2 separate regions of the Mus musculus genome follow, and region 2 is linked to region 1. Evidence: chromatin contacts called from public promoter capture Hi-C data. All regions are on one chromosome and are shown on one strand. The core of a region is the stretch at or near the end of the contact, and the rest is flanking DNA. Distances in the headings are between cores, read along the strand shown.

The links. Promoter capture Hi-C pulls out the DNA fragments that hold promoters and counts their contacts.
Region 2: a contact with region 1 is called in a promoter capture Hi-C map of liver, with 3 times the contacts expected there. The contact joins the promoter of Rasa2 here to the promoter of Trpc1 in region 1. A contact is called at or near these places in 3 of 39 promoter capture datasets (hippocampal neurons, liver and pre-B cells).

What each region holds. Positions count from the first base shown.
Region 1 is chr9:95,748,192-95,753,956 of GRCm38.p6, reverse strand. It overlaps Trpc1 (transient receptor potential cation channel, subfamily C, member 1), which reads left to right and starts at 3,609. Exons shown (of 13, transcript NM_011643.4): 1 at 3,609-4,289. The coding sequence starts at 4,118. Pls1 (plastin 1 (I-isoform)) reads left to right here. Exons shown (of 16, transcript NM_001033210.3): 16 at 1-1,315.
Region 2 is chr9:96,628,644-96,634,408 of GRCm38.p6, reverse strand. It overlaps Rasa2 (RAS p21 protein activator 2), which reads left to right and starts at 2,906. Exons shown (of 24, transcript NM_053268.2): 1 at 2,906-3,045. The coding sequence starts at 2,916.

The sequences.
Region 1 (5,765 bases), core at 2,360-4,859:
ATTAAATGTGTTTGGATTTTTTTTTTTTTTGATGTGTTGTTTAAATTTTGATTAAAAAAAAAATGTACCTAAAGTCATAATCTCACTTAATCCTTTTGGTTTTTCTCCCTTTAGCTGTGTAAAGTGATCTAAAATTTTCTGTAAATTTCTATATGACATAAAAATTTAAAGGGATAAATATAATCCATCAACATTAAACTTTTTTAATACGAGAACTAACTCTTGAATAACCCCCACGTTCACTCTCTTGTTTAAGCTGTAGGAGATTTTTACTTACAGTTTGTTTGTAGCTCCATTGTTACTTCACATGTGCTAGTCTGATAACACAGCTTTGTCTCCAGCATCACATGTGCTAGTCTGATAACACAGCTTTGTCTCCACCATCAAGCATAATACTATATGTTGGTAGGATGTTACACATATGTATTTCTCTAAGTCATCTGAGTTACCCACCTTTTCTAAAATGGTATGTATTAAGTGGTCAGCCAGCCGTTAAGTATTTATTTTGCCCCCACAATGTGTGTGACACTTTTCAATTGTGGATAATCTGATCTGTGGAGATCTGTTTTGCAAATATTAATTCTGAATGTGAATATCGTTATTTTTCACCTAACTGCTTTCAAATACTTTTCAGCCAAACATTGGATAGAATGTCCTAACTGACACCAATCCTATCCTGCTAGAATCACATCACACTTACTACTCTCAGGCTACAGGGAAACCTACATCACTGGACATGCCCACCAAATGGCTTCTGTAGAGATCTGTGTATATAAAAGCTAATGTCCGTCGTAGTTTTTCATGGTCTCCTGGAAACAGTTGAGGTTTGTGTTCCTCTTTTCCCCAGAAGTTTTAGCAGTAGAGAAATTCTGTTGCTCATAGTTGAAGCCAGGAATGAGCTCCCCGGCCCTCCACTTTAGTGCCAGTGAGCAATAGTGCTATGCAAGGAAAGTGCTGTCACCTCTCTCCGTGTGAATGGGTTGTCCGCCTCCTCCTTGTCCACTGATCAGAACATACAGCAGGAGGGAGAGTGTCTGTGTGTTTAGGGTAGACTTTTATAAATGAAGTACTGACAGGTGGGATTCTGAAATATATTCTTCTACATGAAATGTCTTCGCCTTTTATATTTTGGTGATTGTTTTCTTATATGAAGACACAATGCTTCCGCTCCTTTCCTGAGATTATTTAAATCAAACCTCTCTGATTTTTCCCGCTGTCATATTTACTAAAACAATCTGAATTACATGGAATTTAGCACTTTAAGGTGTTCTTTTTCTCACGAAATATATTTAATAAAAATGCTGTGTATGTAGAATTTGTGTTTATTTCATTTAAAGAATAGAGAACCTTCAATACTGATCTGTTAGAAGCTTATTTCCTCACAAAAGACTGCAACTCCTATGTGAAGTAACACAAAAGCTGTTTCTTTAGTGTTTTTTCTTTCATATGAGAAAAAAATTAATTCTAAAATTCTAGTGTTTTTATTATCATTGTATGTATGGATGATACATGTGTATGGGCATGCATGCTTACATGTGGATATCAGAGAACAAATTTGTTGGGTCAGTTTTCTCCTTACACCTTCATGGGAATCGAACTCAGGGCTTCAGGTTTGAACAACCAGCACTCTTATCCACTAAGCCATCTCACCAGCCCTCATATGAAGATTAAAAAAAAAAAAAAGACAAACTGCGTGATTGTTATAAACTTAGTTTGTGATGAAATCATTTGAGTGGATAAAATAATTAGCATTAATTTATTGTCTCCAGTGTCCAAGTACCACAACTAGATTCTTGGACCTCAGCTAAGACAAGTAGAAACAGCCTTTTGACTTACATCCTAGTAGAGACGGCCAGCCAATAAAGCAACAACAAGAAATGAAGCAGGGAAGAAACCGAGAGACCATTGGAGTGGGGGGAGATTTGCTGCAGACTGACTGAGAGCAGAGGGGGAGGTTTTCTGGGTAGCGAGGTCAGGGCTCTCTGAGGAAAAGCAATCGAGTGGGCGCCATGAAAAAGAGACAGATGTGCTCCTCGGGAGTAAAGGGAGGAGAACATGAAAAATATCAGTAGCATCCTACTTGTAGGACTAGATCTAAATCTGAGTTTCTTTCCCCTCTCTGGCTGGAGTTGTGATTCCTCTTTTGGTTTCTGTTTTGTTTGCCTGTGACTTGATGGAGTTGCTTAGAGTAATATGCCACTTTTGAGTTTTTTGAATACCATTGTTCATCATAACTCCAATACTGATCTACATATCACATGTGCTAAGTATGTAGGTATTGTTAGAATGTCCCAATTTATGCCCGCTGAGCAGTTTGTCTGTATCGGAGACAATCCAAAAGCCTGCATTATAATTATCAGCTTGCCTGAAGTAGGCTCTCTAGTGCTTTGGAAGGTCTCTTAAGATTACTACCAAAGAGGGTTGGAATTCCCTCCAGTCTTAGAAAGTAATCCAGTCCCATAGTTCTTTGGATAAAGAATCTGTGTATGGCTGTGAGTCATTTGAGTTAACTTCAAATACTGAAATTTCAGATAGCGCAGGATTAGATTTCTACTACTGGCTAAACATTTTGCTGAGCAACAAAGGAGGTGCATATACAAATGTATGGGCGCTCCTCTCTCCCACTGGCTTCACCTTGAGCCTCTTGGAAATTTCACCAAACTCATAAACTTGGAAGTGTATTAAACATTACACGACAACGGGGAGATCATTTAGAAACAAAAACTGGAGCAACTTGAGATTATCATTTACATCAAATACAGAAAACGTTTGAAAAGATGACTTCGACATCAAAGACTTTTAGAGAATATCTAAAGAGAACATTGATTTTTAAGAATTAGTAAGTTAAATGTTGAAAGAGAAACTAATGGGACAAAGTAGCCTGAATAGGAGAGGCAGTATTCCCCTCAAATTTAAGTACATTTATCCATTGCTTTAAAAATCTAAATCTTAAACGTAGAGTTCAGATTTTCCCCCTAGTGTTGACTGCAGGAAGCAATTAAAAATTATTGAAAAGATGCAGTTTTCAAGTCGCATTTGCTGGACGTCAGACAATTGTTGTCTAAATAGCGAATCTCTTAAAATTAGATAGGATAAATATAACGAATCCACTAAAAGGACTTGTATGGCGAGTAACTCCTAAACTGTGCTTATGCAACGGTTATAGGTCGCCTTTGACTTACATGCGAATACTTTTATAGTGACTTTGGAAATATCAGGAATGTTAGACCATATTAAATCACAAAGATTGTTTTTAAAACGCCTTTAGGAACGAGGGAACTGTAAACACAAACTCCATAATCAGGTTGCTTTGGCCAGGCTTTAGGACAATTCCGTACAGGATTTCAAGTAAACGTTAATCCTTCAGAAGCTCCTTGGCCCTTTTCTGTGCTGCAGTAGCAGCAGCAGCACAAACAGGCAGCGGATAAAATTACCTGAAATCCGCCACCAAGCGGTTCCCATGCCCTCAGGTGCTCAAAGATGCTGCAGACGCGCCCAAGATGCTAGGCGACCGACCAGAGAGGCGCGTCAGCCCTGGAGCCCCGCCCCTACAAGCCCCGCCCCTAGCCCGGCTTCGCCTTAAGCCCCGCCCCGGTGTCGTCGCCTCCGCGGGGCTGAGGATGACGTGAGGAGAAAGCCGCGAACCTCTGCCTCCTGTGGGTGCTGCTGGGCCAGCGGTTCCCACAGCCCCGGAGCCAGACGTGCTGCGAAGCGCACCGCCGAGCTCTCCGGCCGGCGGCCCCCTCACTCCCTCCCAGGCCGGGCCGCTCCCTGTGCGGCCCCTGCGGCTCCTGGCACGGCCCCGCGCTCGGCTGCCGCCCTGGCGCGCTCCACTCTGTCGTCCCCGGACGGGCGCGGACCAGCTCGACCGGGGCGCCGGCGGCTGGGCAGAGGGCGCTGGCCCCGGGGCCGCGCCAGCGCGGCCACCAACCTGGGGCTGTCCGTGGAGGGCGAGTGCTGGTTTCGGGGCGAGGCGACGCCCTTCGGGGCCAACGGGCCGCACGCCGATGTGGCCGTGGGAACGACTCACCCGTTTTCCAGCTCGGGGTCGGGGTCGGGGTCGGCGCCCATGGGGGCCCCGCCTCCGTCTCCTGGCCTGCCCCCGTCGTGGGCCGCGATGATGGCGGCCCTGTACCCGAGCACGGACCTCTCGGGCGTCTCCTCCTCCTCCCTGCCTTCCTCCCCATCCTCCTCGTCGCCCAACGAAGTGATGGCGCTGAAGGATGTGCGAGAGGTGAAGGAGGAGAACACCTTGAATGAGAAGCTTTTCTTGCTGGCGTGCGACAAGGGTGAGAGCTAGGCCCCCTTCTCCACCTCCGGACACCCTAGCACCCACTCCCCGGGTCCGGCCCCTGCCTCAACTTAACTCCTGGCACTCGTGCTTTTCCTTGTGTGCAGCGGCTATTCCCACCTCTGTGCAGCCCGCAGGACTTCTGCCTAATTGAGCTTGAGCAGCAGGCAGGTAGGGCGGGGGCGGTGGACTCGCGCAGGTGGGACGTTTCCATGGCGAGGAGGGAGCCTTGATCCCAAAGTTGCCCCACTTCTGTCACTAATAAACTCTAGTTTGAAGTTACTTCTTCCTTTGGGAGCCAGAGGCTAGTTTTGGACCTAATCCGAAAATTCTACGAATTTCCCTTAAGACTTCTCCGATTTATGGGCTGTCACCTTGTAGGTTTGTTGTTGTTGTTGTTGTTGTTATTTTTAAAAAAGACTTTTACTTCTGTTTAGCATCAGCCAGCAGTGCCTTAGCCTGTTACAGTTGAGTAGTATCCCATTATCTTTAACACAAATAATACGAAAAATCCTGCCCTAGTTGCCGAAACTTTCCCCAAATTTCTGGAACCCCTTTTAAATGTCGGTATTTTTTATTAGGGAGAAAGATTTATTGCTTCAGAGAGTTGGAGGGAGGCAAAGGTAGTAAAAAAAAAAAAAAAGTAAATATAGGCGAAATAATGTGGAATATACTGGTTTTGAATCTAAAAATTGATCACTTTCTGGCCACATTAAAAGACAAGCATGGAACTTGGTTGCTCCCAGATTGCTTTTATCTCTTATCTGAAAAACAAAAAAAGTACTGAAACATTCTCATTCCTCAGTTAAGCAGTTGGATGTTGAAAGGCAGTGTTTATTTGGGAAAACGTTGTTGGAACCATGCAGACTTCTGAAGCCTACTTCCAGAGGCCAGCTCACACTATGGGAAAACTAGTTACAGAAGTTTTTGGATTTGTTCACATATAGAGGTTTAAGTCAACAACATCTCCCTAAACCTTTTAAAGCATTTGAGATAGGTTTTTGTTTTTTTTTACATGATTATGTTTAATCTTAGCCAGGCCAAAAGGCAATCCCTTCTTGACATTTCATCATGGATTTAGAGCCAGGATGGGGAGGGCAGAATTCCCCGTGTCCCCTGGTTCCTCCTAGTTGTCTTCTGTCACCTTCGTGAGAGGCTTGCTGCATTATAAGGAAGGATGCTTTAGGTTTCTGTAGCAGCTTTGTGTGCCTCGGGGCTCAGGATGGTTTCAAAATGTGCAACATTTCCTGGAGAATATATGCCACTGTTGTATTAACACCTTCCTTAATATATTTAGTGGTACTTTCTGTTTTCCCTATTTTGGAGGAGATTTGAAGGGTGTGAGGTTAGGGAGGAGAGCGGTTTGGGTAATTAAGAAGCAGAGACCTGAGTATTTGGTTGAGAAGTTTTATATTGGTAGTCAGCACCTAATATAAAGATGTGTATGATGAGGAAAATAATTTGCATAAAGGAG
Region 2 (5,765 bases), core at 1,657-4,156, 880 kb before region 1:
ATGAAAAGGTCACAAGTAAACCAGATACTTGATATGATAATTTAAAAATTGAATTAAATAAAAGGAGTTTGATGGAGGTACCCTGTGAAAGTAGATAAAACTTGCGCAGAGAAGCTAAAGGTCATCAAATGCAAACCCTGTGCTGGGAGTGGACCATTTCTGTTGTTGGTCCCACAGGCCCACCAGGCTTCCAAGCAATATAAGCAATCACCACTGTGGTTGGTAGCCCACCAGAACTAGACTTGTGAAGCCGAAGATACATGTGCTGAAGAGACCACAGGGCATACAGACATCAAGGTGAGGCAGAGAAGGCGCTTCCTCCCAGCTAGCTAACCCCTCATCATGCCAGAAGGTGCTATTCAGGCTGCTGGTAGAGAACTGTCATCAGTAATCTTACTCAGCTGGGGTCCCTGCTTCCTACATCACTGACCTGCCAGGCAAAGGGCACCTACTGACACACTAGTGGGAAGTCTGCTATGGGGGTGACCAACCACTTCCTGACTGCAACTCCTTCAGAGGAAATTCACATCTGGTACTATAAACCTGTTAAAAAGCCTATGGCTGGGGAAGTCACAGCCCCAGTAGGGCAGGTACAGATGTTGTTCTGCTAAACAGATGTGATGTGTGCACCAAGTTGCTTTCCAATAATTGTGCTTGTGCATAGGAATTCGTGAGGATGTCATGTTTGCTTCGAGAAGTCCACCCCCTCATGGGCAGTATTAAACGCAGAGATTCATAACTAGTCACTGAGAATAAAAAACTGGATGCTCAGCCTTAAATAAGACCTGTATATCACCCCCCCTCGGAGGAACGTTGAGGAAAAGATGGGAGAAAGAGTGTAAGAGTCAGAGGATAGAGTGGAGTGTGGTGGAATTTTCTTGGCATGACATGACATGGCTGTCACATTTTTTGTACAAAGATATTTCTATTTGTATGTGTATGAGTGTTTACTTGCATGTATGTATACCATAATGAGTGCTTAGTGTCCCTGAAGGTCAGAAGGAGTAGGATCCCCTGGAACTAGAGTTACAGAGCATTGTGAGTTGCCACTTGGGTGCTGGGAACTCTTCTCTAAGTGCTCTAAACCCTTCAGCCATCTCTTCAGCCATTCTACCTGACAGCAGCTGTGGTTGTCTGTACTATACAAGATCCGTGCAATACTGGGAGCCAACATCCTGTGGTAGGGTGCAGGAGGATTTACAAGGATTTTTGACAGTTGACGGTTGCCGGAAGAGACATTTTCTTCAGTAGTACAGCCACTGTTAAGTTTCCTGTGCTCCTGTAATTAATCTCTCGTCTATGCTTCTGGAAACAACTCTCATAAACTCATTGAACTAAAAAAAAAAAAAAAAAGTCTTGCTGGTGTGATGACTCAGTGATTAAAGGTTCTTAATACCAAACCAGATGGCCGGGTTAATCCCTAGGAAACCCACGGTGAAAGGAGAACCACCTCCCAACAGCCATCCACTGACCTTCCAGGGGATTGGAGGGGAAGAAAGCCAGCTGGGAGGAGAGGAAGGGGGTGCAGGGGATGTGGACGGCGATGAAGAGGGTATTGAATACTATGCATACATTAAACATGTGTATGAAAACGGTATCACACCATGACTGTGTATAAGTAAGACATACCAATAAAGCATTAAACGTTTTAAAATAGAAAAAGCCAGTCTCTGGCCTGTGGTGTGTGAGCTCTGATTTGGAAAGAAAGGGAAATACCATTTGGAGTTTCTGTTTGAAACAACAAAATGCCTGGAAGGAGAGGTAAGCTCACTTTCTCCAAGGCTGTATGGTACAGGACAAGGGGCACCCTCATGCATCACCAGCTGGACTGGAAGTATTGCTCGGTAGCCTAAGACATCCAGCAAGCTTAGGTCACTCCGTCTGCCTGACTGGCCTTGGCACAAGTGGCTTCTGGGCTTGCTTGTCGTCTGTTCACTCTTCCCAGGCAGGCTCTCCTTGACTCTGTTTCCACAACTTGCTTCTTCTCTCTGTGTGCCCTTCCAGGTTGAGGTGCTCATGGTCTTGGCGCCTTCTGCCCCGTCTTTTTGCCCTAGGGCCATTCCTATATGTCTGAAAACATTCCTTGACTGGCTGACTCTAGCACCTGGCAAAGAACAACCCTGCTCTATTAAATCAGTTTCTTCCTTCTTAGGGCAGCGCAGTTAAACCTCAGGACCAGGAAATCATCCCTCTCCTCACATACCAGGGTGTTATCCACACAGTTTACTCACTGTAAATAGTTCCCTTAAGATAGTGGCAACAACTAGTTGAAGATTTACAAACTTCCCAGGGCCAATCTACTTTCTAAAAAGCCTGCTTCTGGGAGTGGGAAAGAGGTCACCGTTCCGATTCTGAAATGCAAAACTGGTGATAAACTCAAAATTTCTCTGGGTCTCAGACAGGACTGGACGGAGTCTGTGGTCCTTTTCTTGACCCAACTTTTTGCAGAGCAATGTTCCCAGAGCAAAGGTTGAGTATGTGGTTTGTCCCCCACGTGCCGCACTGCGGGAGCATCTAGACACCGCTGGAAGAGTCTCTAATACATCTCTTGACGTTTGCCAAAATGCCAAACTTTTTCCTGGAACCTGGAGTCATTCTGACTGGGGACTTTTCTTTTCCTTGAGCATCTGGGGACCTAGAGGTCCGTTCGTGGGGGACGTCCAATTCTCAGGGTTCTGGGGATCACAGCAGGGCCAGGGTTTTCCTCCTTGTGGGGGTTTCAGAGCGCCTCTCGCGACTTGCCCAGGGAGGCAAGGCGAGGCGGATGCAGGGCGGGCACGGCGCGAGGGGCGGGGCGAGTCAGCCCGAGGCCGAGGCGGGGCTACAGCGAGGCTCGATCCGGCCTAGGCCTCGCTCCGGCTCCGCCTTGCCCGGCTACGCAGGCGGTAGGGCTGGGGTAGGGGCCGGGCGGCACCATGGCGGCGGCAGCGCCTGCTGCGGCGGCTTCTCCCGAGGCGCCGGCCGTCTCGGGCAGCGCAGACCCGGAGACGGGAGACGAGGACAGTCGTGAGGTCCGAGTGCTGCAGAGCCTGCGCGGCAGGATCTGTAAGCGGGGCCGGGGCTGAGGGGACCCCCGGGGCGGCGCGGAGGGTGGGCGGCGGGCACGCGCGGGGGTGGCGGCACCGGCGGCCGCCCGGGACTGGTGAGACTGGATGGGGGTGTGTTGGGGGGAGGCGCCGCGTCGACCGACTGCCCGGCGCGGGTCGGGGCTCCCCCTCGGAGCGAGCGGGGTGAGGACCTGCACGCGCGGACCGGACCGGCGCGGCGCGAGGGGCGCTGCCTGGAGCGCGGCCTGGACGCGGGAGCCCGGGGCGCGGCCGGGGGCGCGCGGAGTTTCCGGCCTCCCTCCGACGCAGGCCTGCGGGCGGCCGCGGACGACGGGAGCGGCCCGAGGTGGGAGCCCCGTGGTAATTACAAGGGAGGCGCGGCTGGAGGAGGGAGGGAGGCCGGCTGCGGCGGGGCGGGGCCGGGCCGGGCCGGGCCGGGCGGCGGGCTGAGGAGGGGGTGTGAGCTCCCTGGGGCTCCTCTGCCAGTGCGAGGTTGAGGCGGGCGCTGGGGACTGCGGGAGCCGGTGGCGGGGGCTCCGGTGGGCGAGGCTGCGCGGGCGAGCGGGGCGCCCGGGGAGCTCGGGCGGGACACCTGTGCCCGCCCCACCTTGCCGCGGCGGGGACTTGAATCGAGAGCCGGCGTGACTGACGGTGACTTGGGGCAGGATGTAGTGGCTTCCTGTGAGCAGGTCTCAAAACTCAGTCATCCAGTCCGCGCTCAACCCACTTGATTCTCTCCCGTGCATTTGTGAGAGCCGCACCGATGAGTGTAGACTCTTACTCAGAGACGGGCCAGTTCGTTTGTCATTGCTATCCTTCCTCTTTAAAACGACCCTTTGATATTAGATCGACTTCCCCCAGCTTATTGAGATGGTCCCTTTTCACTGTATGACTGGCGAATCAGTAGAGTTTATTGTTACTTTAGTTGAAAACCTTTTTTAATTCAGATTATTTTATCCCCAGAATGAAATCGGTCTCCTAAATAATGCCTGGCTATAAGAGATATTTTATATGTTGAAAATTCAATTGTGTTAGAATGGCTGATACTGCTCTTTCTTTGGCAGAGTATAAACTTTAATTCTTAAATCTCGATGCTTCTTTTGGATTCTCCCACTTGAGTTTTTGATGTTACTCCCCTTTCAAGGATTTGGAATTTTATTAAAACCCCAGGAGCAAGCATGTTAAATGTTACTTTTCAATTCCCTGACGTCATCCTGGGACTCCCAATTCAGACACTTTTAAGTATTAAAACTTGGGAAATTACACCAGAGCAGTGGGTGTTTTGTGCGTCTTAAGTTCCCAGTATTTTAAGTTACTTTCTTAGGGTGTAAACTTTTCACAAATTAGCTTTCTTACAGTTAATATTTGCATGTATGTAATGTTTGGGAAAAGCCAAATACACTAGAATTTTCTTCCCCTACTAATTAGGTTTTTCAAATTTTTACTACTTTATATTTTTCTGTGACTTGATGCTAGACACTGTTGAAGCCTTGCGAATCTATAAAAGCAGATTGTGTTGTGGGAAGACAGTGTGCTCTGTTGGAGTTGAGATTTAGGGTTGGGCTGTTTTTAGGAGTAAGTTACCTTCTGCTTTGACCTGATGCATAGCAAAGGTTCTGTGAACAGTGTGGTAAAAATATCACTCCAAGTGAAATTCGGGTCTGCAGATTAAAACACACACACACACACACACACACAAGCACACAAAACTTGGTTTCTGTGGCTTAGGCAATCTCACTCCCAGAAATTGACCATTAATTTCCTGGGAATATTTTTATTTTAACCCTAGTTAAACTAAACCACTTGTTTCTACCCTAGACAGTTTATTTATTTTTTATTGCTCATCTTATAGCTCAGGTCATGTTGTGACTGTTTCACAAGGATACATACTGAAATCAAGAACACCCCTCCCATTTCTTGCCCTTCTTTTAGCTGGTATGATCAAGGTTGGTTGCCCTCCGGATCCTTGTAAGGAAATGCCCTTCTGTGTTTCCTGAAACTGACACGTGGGCTTTGTAAGGTGATGAGAAGTGGCGGAAACATTAGCAGGTGCTGAAGTCACAGAAATGGGATGATGGCAGTTTGACAATGAAGAATCTAAGCAGTTTGCGAGTGTTGAAGTCACCAGTCCTTTCTACCACACTGAGAAACCTTGGGGAGAACCTGGTAGCTCCCTGTTAGCCTGGAGATGAGCTGTTAAGCTCAGAACTGCTCTTTGGGAGCCTCTCATCTGATCCACCTGAGAGGAAGCACTCCTGGGTAGTGTAGTCCGAATCATCCTTAAGAAGAGCGAGGGTGGCCCGATGTTTATATTGTGGAAGTTCTAGAGGTTAGATAATGGTCCACACTTTCTTCAGTGTTTCATTTCTAACTTATTTGTGTCCCATAGATTTCACAAGGTATAAATAGTATCAAGTTGACAGATCAGAAAACCAGCGGGTGGGGAGATGGCTCAGTTGGTAAAGTGCCTGCTTAGCAAGCAGGATCACCAGAGCCCAAGTAGAAAGGCATGGGTGGGGGAGGAGGGGTCACCGCGCTTTCCTCTAACCCAGCACTAGTGGAGTGTTTGGACAGGCAGAGCCTTGAACCTCAGGGACTGGGTAGCTTGCTTGGGTAGAGCTTCTGGTTCATAGAGAAACCTTGTCTCAGATGATAAAGGTGAGAGAGAGAGAGAGAGAGATCAAAACACCAGATGTTGGTCTCAGGCACCCACACCCA